2 separate regions of the Mus musculus genome follow, and region 2 is linked to region 1. The links are chromatin contacts, called in public Hi-C maps. All regions are on one chromosome and are shown on one strand. Each heading gives the region's core, a stretch centred on a gene start, on an enhancer-like site or on the middle of the called end of the contact. The rest is flanking DNA. Distances are from core to core; before and after follow the strand shown.

The links. Hi-C and Micro-C count contacts between places; a contact is called where the count stands out from the background.
Region 2: a Hi-C map of cortical neurons shows a contact between it and region 1. The contact joins two enhancer-like sites. A contact is called at or near these places in 2 of 484 Hi-C or Micro-C datasets (cortical neurons and nephron progenitors) and 1 of 9 other capture datasets (liver).

Annotation. Positions count from the first base shown.
Region 1 is chr12:98,337,272-98,342,259 of GRCm38.p6, forward strand. No RefSeq gene overlaps it. Among named protein-coding and RNA genes, the nearest start is that of Gpr65, 71 kb to the left of the region's middle. Within about 2 kb of position 2,095, at least 6 of the 459 cell types and tissues checked have an H3K27ac peak or open chromatin away from gene starts, as enhancers often do. A contact at or near this core is called in cortical neurons, where this site is marked.
Region 2 is chr12:98,533,819-98,538,159 of GRCm38.p6, forward strand. The region is part of intron 1 of Kcnk10 (potassium channel, subfamily K, member 10); the gene reads right to left. Among named protein-coding and RNA genes, the nearest start is that of Gm40893, 12 kb to the left of the region's middle. Within about 2 kb of position 1,758, at least 23 of the 459 cell types and tissues checked have an H3K27ac peak or open chromatin away from gene starts, as enhancers often do. A contact at or near this core is called in cortical neurons, where this site is marked.

The DNA of each region.
Region 1 (4,988 bases), core at 845-3,344:
TTTCTCTGTGTAGCCCTGGCTGTCCTGGAACGTGCTCTGTAGATCAGGCTGACCTCAAACAAACAGAAATCCATCTGCCTGCCTCTGCCTCCTAAGCATTAGGTTTAAAGATGTGTGCCACCACTGCCTGGTGAAGCTACATTTTTTTTTCTAAACCAGTTCAAGACTCTTCCCTTAAGGATGGATTGAAGGAAACTGTTCAGACATGGGCCACCAAGGAGTAAGACATCATTTCATTTCATGTGCCTCTGCGATAGAAATCAGCAACTGCAGTTTCCTGGTTCTAGTTAATGTCCGTTCCATGACAAACACTCAGTTCTTTTGTATAAAGTTCCGAGAGGAGTACACCATAATGAATTGCCTCTGTTGATGTCCTGCTCCCCAAAGACCCCAACATTATCCAGACCCTCTGAGACTCCACAGAACTCCTCGGTGGTTCCTCCATCCTCCGCTGGAAGACATTCAGGGACGGGAGCTCTCTGACTCCCCCCCCCCCCCCAGAAAGTCTCAGCAGCTAAGCATCACACACTTCCCTGCTCTGAGCAGAGACCTCATGGTTTGCAGTTTCCTCTCATGTTCCTGCCACTGGGGACTTAGAATAATTTTCATCCATCTTTCCTACAACAGCCTGTCATAGATTTAAAAGCAGCCCTTACATTCTTGGCTGAGACATCCTGGAATTTTAAACTACAAGTATGACACAATTTTAAATCTCTCTCTCTCTCTCTCTCTCTCTCTCTCTCTCTCTCTCTCTCTCTCTCTCTCTGCTGTTCTTCTAGAATCTTGCCTCCGTTCTTGGCTTATCTTCTAGTCACAGCTTGGCCATTTCTAGTAGCTTTTGGACTGGTGTGCTCACACCACCCATAAACTATACTCTAGACTCCACCCACTAGCTGGAATATTTCTTTTAAGTATGAATACAGTCATGTTTCCCTTTTACTCAAAATCACCTAACAAGCTCGTATCCAGAACACGGATTTTTTAACTCTTTATCTCATTGTCCCAGACATTAACTCTCTAAAAGTCTCAGAAAATGATAGACAACTAACCAGAAATTAATGCTATTACTGCTGAGAAACTTTGAAAGTGTGTTGACACTGTGTTTCATGAACTTTCCAGCCCTTTGTCGATCAAGCTCTGCTGACCCCAACTATAAGATTTTAATTATTTTACACACGTTAAATGTGAATGTGCTGCTCAAGATTTCCCTTAAAGACGTTCATCCTCTAGTTATCATAGATAAATGCAAAGTGGTGTGGCCACACACAAAATCGTAATTCTACAGCATAAACCATCCTCTAGTCATCATAGATAAACGCAAAGTGGTGTGGCCACACACAAACTTGTAGTTCTACAGCATAAACCAGCAGTTGTTTTGAAATTCGTATGTTTTAAAATGAGAGAGGAAAATTCAGAGACTCTACAGAGTGTATAAATAGAAGTTCCTGCCTTTGTGGGGTTCAGTCTGGTCTTGGTGACACATTAAGTCAGCAGTCACAGAGACGTGAAATTACAAATGCTATGAAAGAAAAATACAAAGGAGCTTAATCTAATGGCAGGTCATTTCAAGGGTGACCTGAGGATGCTTCAGCTGAGATGTAAAACATGAAAAGTCCTTAACTGGCAACTGCTTCCCTTAAGCCCCCGTGTTTCTTACAGCGGGTTTCCTGATGGCTTCTTAATGGGCAGAAGCAGTACAATAGCTTTCCCCTGGAGATCATCACCACCAATCCCTTTCCTCTTTGTACCCGTATGTCACTCCATTATCTGGGACGATTTTAGATTGGCCTTCGATTTCCTTGAAGAACAAGATGTAGCAGAATGTTGCTACATGGAGGAGACCCAAGGGAGCTGACCCTTGAGAGATGGGGCCACCTTGGGTGTCCAGTACAGGTGAACTTTCTTATGACCTCAACTCTGCAGCTGTCTAACCATAACTGTGTGAGAGATCTTGTCAGAAATTGCTAACCTAAGCCTCAATACCCAGAGAGCCAGGACTGATGATGATGATGATGACGACGACGATGACGATGACGATGAGGCTGAGGATGATCGTGATGCTGACGGTGGTGATGAGAGTGATGATGATAGTGTATTTTTAAACCAATGTGCTTTTAGGGCATTGTTATATAGCAGTGGGTAAGCAGAAGGCTTGCCATGATCATATTAAGCCTGTGATAAAGATTTAGCCTAACGAACTGTGTTATATCAAGTTCTGAGTGCAGAGTAAGAGGATGGGAACAGGAAATGGAACCATGTGAGATTGGGAAGTGGTTTTGTTTTTAACACGGTGTATTATTAATACTTAGAGTAGCATAATTAGCTCTCTTCACAAGCTTACACACAGAGCGCGATGTTTACGCCTCTAGTTCCTAGCTCAACCACAGGCACAGCCATCCAGTCCCATGAAGGCTGAACGCAGGTGGTTCTGAATACAGTAGGGCGATGCTTGCCCAGAAGAATCGGATACATAAGCTTTAAAGGCTGCTAAAAATATATCCTCTAGAAGAACCATGCTCCATCTGTCAGGGGCGGATAAGAGTATCTACAGATTCAGCACTCTCAAGAAAGGCTCTGCAGAACAAAGGAAAAGGCAGAATGATGGAAATGAGAACAATGTATTAGCCAGGGAAAGATAGCCAATACGGGACAATACTGCTTTCCTTTGTTCCGGTGGTAATTGGTAATCCACTTTACTTGGATAATGACTATTGCCTTACAATGTGATCTCAGGCTCACACAGTAGTTCAATTGAAGTTCTATCCTGTGTTGGCGTCGCACTTTCTTGAGTATCCTCGAGTAATTCAACATTCCTCACAGAAGCACAGGCTGTTAAGGAAGGCTAAAAGAAAGCCTCCAGCCAGGACTGTGGATTGTACGGCATAGCCTGTGTGTCATTTTATTATGTGCATAAGTCAGTGACCTAGGCTCAGATTCCCACCCGCTGTTGATTTCTCACTCAGAAATATTCATAAAAAAATTCTATTTTTGCTTTGTTGGAAAATGACTCAGGGTTAGAAGAATGCACACACACAGGAGTGTGTGATAGGAGTTCTCTTCCATCTTATCACAAAGACACTGGCTTGGCATCCAGCAGGAGGTAGAAATTCTGGTCAAGCTTTACTCTCATCAAATACTAAGGCAGTACTTATTATGTGCTGAACAAATACTCTTAGGATTAATTCACTTAATTTTTAAAATTCAAATGGAATATGTGCTATCACTCTTCCCATTTGATAGATTAGGAAACTGAGGCAGAGGGTCATGTAAATCACTTAAGGTCCTGGAATTTGCAATGGTCAAAGTACAATTTTGGACTCATCAATCCAGCATGGACATCTCTGCATTCAACCAATCAACTGCACTGTGGTGCCTCCCAATTGAAAGGAATACTTTTGTATTTACCTAATTTTCAACCTCATTTTACCCCTAAAGCAAGCCACCAGTTGCTTTTCAGTACACAGAGAGCCTTTACATACAGTCTCCCATGTTCACATCTCTTGTCAGCTCTCAGAAGTAAGAATAGCACCATTTATCATTCCAATCCACAGATAAGGCAACTGAGTGATCATTTCCAACTTCCTTACATTTGTAACAAAAGGAAGACCATGTATATAAACAAATGCCTACAAATAAACATTAAAATAACAACACAGTTAAGCACGGGGCAAAGTCACAAACAGATCGGTTACAGAAGTGCATGGCTAGCAAACCTAGAAAGACATGTTTAAAAGTTTCACTGAAATGACAGAGAAATGCAAATTAAGGCCAGAATAGGGTACCAATTTTCATGCTTTTTATAGGCAAAAAATGTAAAAATATATCTATATCAAGTGTCAGAGATAAAATAGAGACAGGATCTATCTGCTGCTGATGGAAATGTGAATTTGGAAAATTTTGACATTCTGTACTTAAGTTAAATTCATATATTCTATGACCTGAAAATTTCATTCCTACATATATTCTCAAAATACATCTTATCCACCTACAGGTGACATATATAAAAGTGTCCATATCAGCACTTTTTTTTACAATAGCAAAAAAAAAATCTAGAAACAATACAAGCATCTATTAACAGGAGACTGGATAAATATATCTTATAAACATGCATTCCGTGAACTCTCAAATAGCAGTTAAAGTGAATATGTTTTAAAGCATGTATCAGTATAGACAAATAGTAAACACACATACAAAGTGACCAGAAGGGACATATCAAGATAAACATATTTACACATAGTGGGAAAAGGAGAGGGGAGAGATTTGGGAGGAAGAGGAGGGTTGCTTTGGTTATTGGAAGAAATCCATGAGGGTGGACTTCTAAGATGAGCCACAGTGGAGCACACTCATACAATCCATCACCAGGAGGGCGGGGCCTTGAGTCTATCTAATACAACAAAGTGGGTGGGCTGTCAATCATGTGTTGATGATATATATTATGGCAGAGATATGGAATTTTTAACTGGGGTTGGGGGCGGGGAATGGAGGATTGGAGAGATGGTTCGGTGGTTAAGGGCACTTCCTGCTCTTAGAGAAGACCTGAGTTCTTTTCCTAGCACCTACATCAGGGAGCTCACAACCACCTGTAACTCCAAGTACAGAGGGATTCACTGTTTCAGGCCTCCATGGACACCTGCACTTAGGTGTACTCACTCATAGCAGGGGCACACACACACACACACACACACACACACACACACACACTCACAGAGAGAGAGAGAGAGAGAGAGAGAGAGAGAGAGAGAATTTAAAATAATAAGACAAATTTGTTTTTAAGGAAACTAAATTCCCCAACGATAGATTGGAAATAAAAGAACACTTCCCCAGAAGGGCATCATGATATCTGCTGGGCCCTTAAAGAAGGCTGAGAGGCCAGACTTAAAACAGAGATTTCGGCACTCCCTTGCTTCTATGAATTCTACAGCTCTAAGGAAGCTGCAAGTTCACCACCTGCGGGAGCTTTCCTTGCCAGATCAAACACCATGGCTCAA
Region 2 (4,341 bases), core at 508-3,007, 200 kb after region 1:
GGGCCATAAAGAGGATGAGAGAAGCAGAGAGCCAGGAGACTAGCCCAAGGAAAATTCCAGTCTTTGCCTGAGCCTGGGGGACTCTGGAATCTTTATTCCTTCTCAGTGTTTGTCCAGCTTTGAAACCCAGGGGCTGAGCTTTCAACCACTTATGGAATATGTGGCCACCATATATGGAAAACGCCTGGGAGATATGGATTCCTAGAGACATCAAGATGGAGATCCTTGTGTACCAAGGAAGGCTATAGGTACAAGCCAGAGAGAAAAGCACATAGAAGATGGCGTACAAAGAAGAGCAGATCGGAGAGACAAAAACATCTATGTGTGGATACAGGAAGAAAGCCTCCCTCTAGGAACCACAGAGGAGACCCTCACAGGACTCTGAGGTTGTCTTGACTGGACTTAGACCCAGGAGAAATAAGTATCGAAGCCCATGGTATTTTGTTACAGTAGCCCAGCCCAAGCTAACTGAGACACCAACTTGGGCCTCCTCTCCCTCCAGCTTACTGCTCTCAAATTACACTCTGCTTCTGCCCTCCCCTCTGCTACATCCTCCCTGCACCCCCTTGTCACTTCTGCATCCAGCTTAGATTTCATGTTCAACACTTCTCTTCAGCCAACTTTCTTTCCATTTTCTCCTATGTGACCATTAACCTTCACTGTCATCATAACTAGACTTAGAATCACCATACAAACCCATCTTGTCATTGAGGGTATTTTCATAAAAGTTTAACGAAGCAAGAAAACCCCACCCTGCGTGTGGGCAGCAGGGGCCTGAACTGAACAAATGGGAAAGAAACTGAGCAGAGGATACTTGTCTTGCAGCTTCCTGACGGTGGATACAATGTTAGCTGCCGCCTCAAGCTCCTGGCGCCAGGACCTCACTGTGAACTGTGGGCCAGGATAAAACCTTCCTTATTTAAGCTGCTTCTGTCGGGTAATTTGTTGCAGCCTATGAGAAAAGTAGTTAATAGATCCCGAACACCTAGAAGTGTACCTCTCAGAACTACTCTTACTCTCTGCTTTCTCTACAGCTGAGATGCTATTTCTGGGAAAATGGAATCTCCTTGGGGACTGCTGTCATTCTCAATCCACAGCCCCCTTCCTCATCTGGTCCTGTCCTGTTTCCCTTCTGCCACGATAAATATTATAAAGACACTAAAGCTAGCCTCACTATCAGTAGACACCATATAGACATAGACACTCGACAAGATACATATTTACAAAGGAATTCTCTGCAGAAAGTGTCAAATAGTACACCTAAACTGGACTTGGCTTCCAGCTATATATTTTAATGAATAAACTATGTTGAACAAGGTATGCCATTGCCTTTATTCCAAGTCTCTGAGATGGAGACTGAACCCTCCCTCCCTTCTGGAACATTCTGCTTTGCAAGCAGTCCTAGCTAACCCCGTTTCCCAGCCTGACTGCTCAGTGCTCCTGGCTCACAGCAGCCACTGAAACCACCTTCAGAAACACTTTTTCCATGGGGGGTGGGGGGAAGTATTTAGACACTTCTTCCTTCACTGTGCCTACGAAGCTGCAAAAATAAACAAGATCTGTCGTAGGGAGAAGACAGTTTGTACGAAACATCCTACAAGTCGGCTTTGCATTTGAGCATCACCTTCTGGTTAATCTCCCTTAGAAAAAAAAAGTTCCTCTAAATGCGCATCCGTGATGCCTACATCAGCACCATCTCTGTGATGCTCATGCAGCTATCAGAGGCGAGGGATGGGTGTGGGTTGCAGGAAGAGTACGACTAGAAGGGCTGTTGCCTCCAGTATTACTCACGAGGCTGAGGAGACAGTGACGTTGGAGGCGTACAAATCCATTCATCTGAAGAGTGTTAAGATAATAATAGCTCTGATTAGAGACGTCTTCAAGGAATCAAGAGACTTATTGAAAACGTAGACTAGATTCCCCGTAGTAAGACAGATCTGTGGATTCCCAGTAGCACCCATGTCTGGAGGATAAGCCGGCCTCTGCTTGAAGGCAAGAGTCAGCACTGCCTGGGCAATCTTGAGGCTGAAACAGCTCCTAGGGAATTTTCCACACCAGCTGCTGAACTCCTCATCCCATCCCCAAAAATATCCTCTCTTGCTAGCGATTCTTTATGCCAGAGAGTAAACTCTTTAGGAGGCCCCTTGACAGTGGGCCCTTTCATCTCTGTCTGGGTCTTGCATAATCCCAACCTCAACGCACATGCTATAAATGCCTTGGATAAAGTCCACAGAAGAAAATCATCAAAAGTTGATCAAGTGTCCCTTGGAGTCGAGGCACCAAGTGCACAGGGACAAGCAGCAGAGTCCCTGCTGCACAGGAGCTGAGCAGTTGGGGTAGAAGTAATCATATGTGGGGAGCAGAGGACAGTACCTTCACCTCCACCCCCACGCGACACAGCACTCATTCTCGGGCTCAGAGGTGACACATGCTGTCACGTGACTCCTCTAGAAAGCTGCCAAGATTCATGCAGCTCCTTATGCTCTTTAAGGGTAGGATGCCCAAAAGCAAGGGTAAACAGAAGTTTGCTCCAGTGACATTTTCAAGAGCCAAATCCTTTCTCGCCATAGATCCTTAGACTCAAGAGTTAATCAGGTGAAAGCTCTATGACTGGTCAGATAGATGCAACTGAGCAGCCAGAAGAAGCGTATTTACCTCCAAGGAACTATGAGATTTATTATTGGAAAATCTAAGTCAAATTAGATACGTAATAGTAGCATATAGTAGCATTAAGCCCTTGATATAGACTAAAAGAATTCCTGTCAGCTTCAGTGAATGTTAACTGCTGGTATGTGATCCTTCTAAATAACCCAGCCAGGGAAACCGCGAGATGAAAAGAGCCATTTTCATAGAAAGTAAAATCTAATCTTCGGATTCTCAGGTTTGAGCCAAGGGATAGAATATTTGCAGAAAATCCTAGCTTCATGTTTAATTCATCGGATAGTCTTAATTCAACTGGTGCTTCATTTCCTTGAAATTGCCTCTGAAGGGGTCATCTGAAGTAGTTCTGTGGTTATGGCGCCTCCGTCTCGTAGAGAAGAGAGGAAAGAGAAGCAGAGAGATTGCCATAAGCAATTAAAAGAGCAAATGACTCACCCTGGCGCTTGTGGAATTTGTGGGCAGAGCCAAGACTTCTTTGCCACTTAGAGAACTTTAATGGCCCTTCAGAGGCCAGTTACCCTTAAACCATCATACTGGGGAGGCAATCCACTCAACAGACATTTGCACCATGGGCACAAGGGTTTCATCCCACAGACAAATTCCAACATGCCCCACCACTAACTCACCGAGGACTTCCACTTGAGGCCCAGTTCTCATGTTTTCTACATCACACTACAAGTACAGGGTGGGTGGTTCCTTTCACCTTCACAGGGCATACGTATGTGACTCAATTTTCTTTTCTTTTTCATTCCTTTCTCTTTTTTTCTACTCCCCTTTCTTTTTTTTTTTTTTTAAGGATGTGGTCTCATGCACCCAAACTGGCCTCAAACCACTAATACCCAAGGATGGCCTTGAGCATTCACCCTCTTGTCTCCAGCTCCTTTGCAGACCTGCGCTGCTACCCACAGCTGGGTTATGTGGTAGTGCAGATCGAACTAAAGGCTTCATGGGAGCTATCCACACTCTATAGCTTCAACCCATAATGCAATTTCTATAAACCTGGCATTTGATGAGAACCTACTACATACTTGGCATTCTGAGATGTGCTAAAATAATTTAGTAAATGCATTATTATCACCAGAGCTGGTGGCTAAAATCCACCATTTTAGCCATTTAAAAATGACCATTCAAGGTGAGCTTCCATATACAGCAAGCAAAAATGCAGGGCAACCAGTTAAATTTGTGTTTTAGATTAATAATCACAACAAAATTTCAAGTGTAGGCCAAATACTACCTGAAACAGACTTTTCCAGATTTTCTTTTGCAATTCAAATTTCACTGGATAGCTGGTATGTTGTCTGCCAACGCTAAGTTAAGGACCAGAGAGAAGCACAGCTATTAACCATCCACAACGCACAAGCCGAGACTGATCCTAGAAGTACTATGCACAGCACTATGGTTTGATGTGTTCCCAGAGTCTGTGTGCTAGAAACCTGGTGGCCAGTGTGTCAGTGCTGAAAAGTAGGACCAGTAAAGGGTGACGGGCCGGGGAAAGTGACTCAGTGGCAGGCCATGTGCTTAGCATGGATGAAGCTTTAGATTCAGTCCCCACAGCAAACCCCCAAAAGTAATCCAACCAGGCAAGCTCTGCCCTCATAAGTGGGCTAACTTCACTGTGCAGGGAGTAGGCTTATTTCTAAGAGTGGGTTTGCTGCAAAAGCAGGTTTGGTTGAATTGACA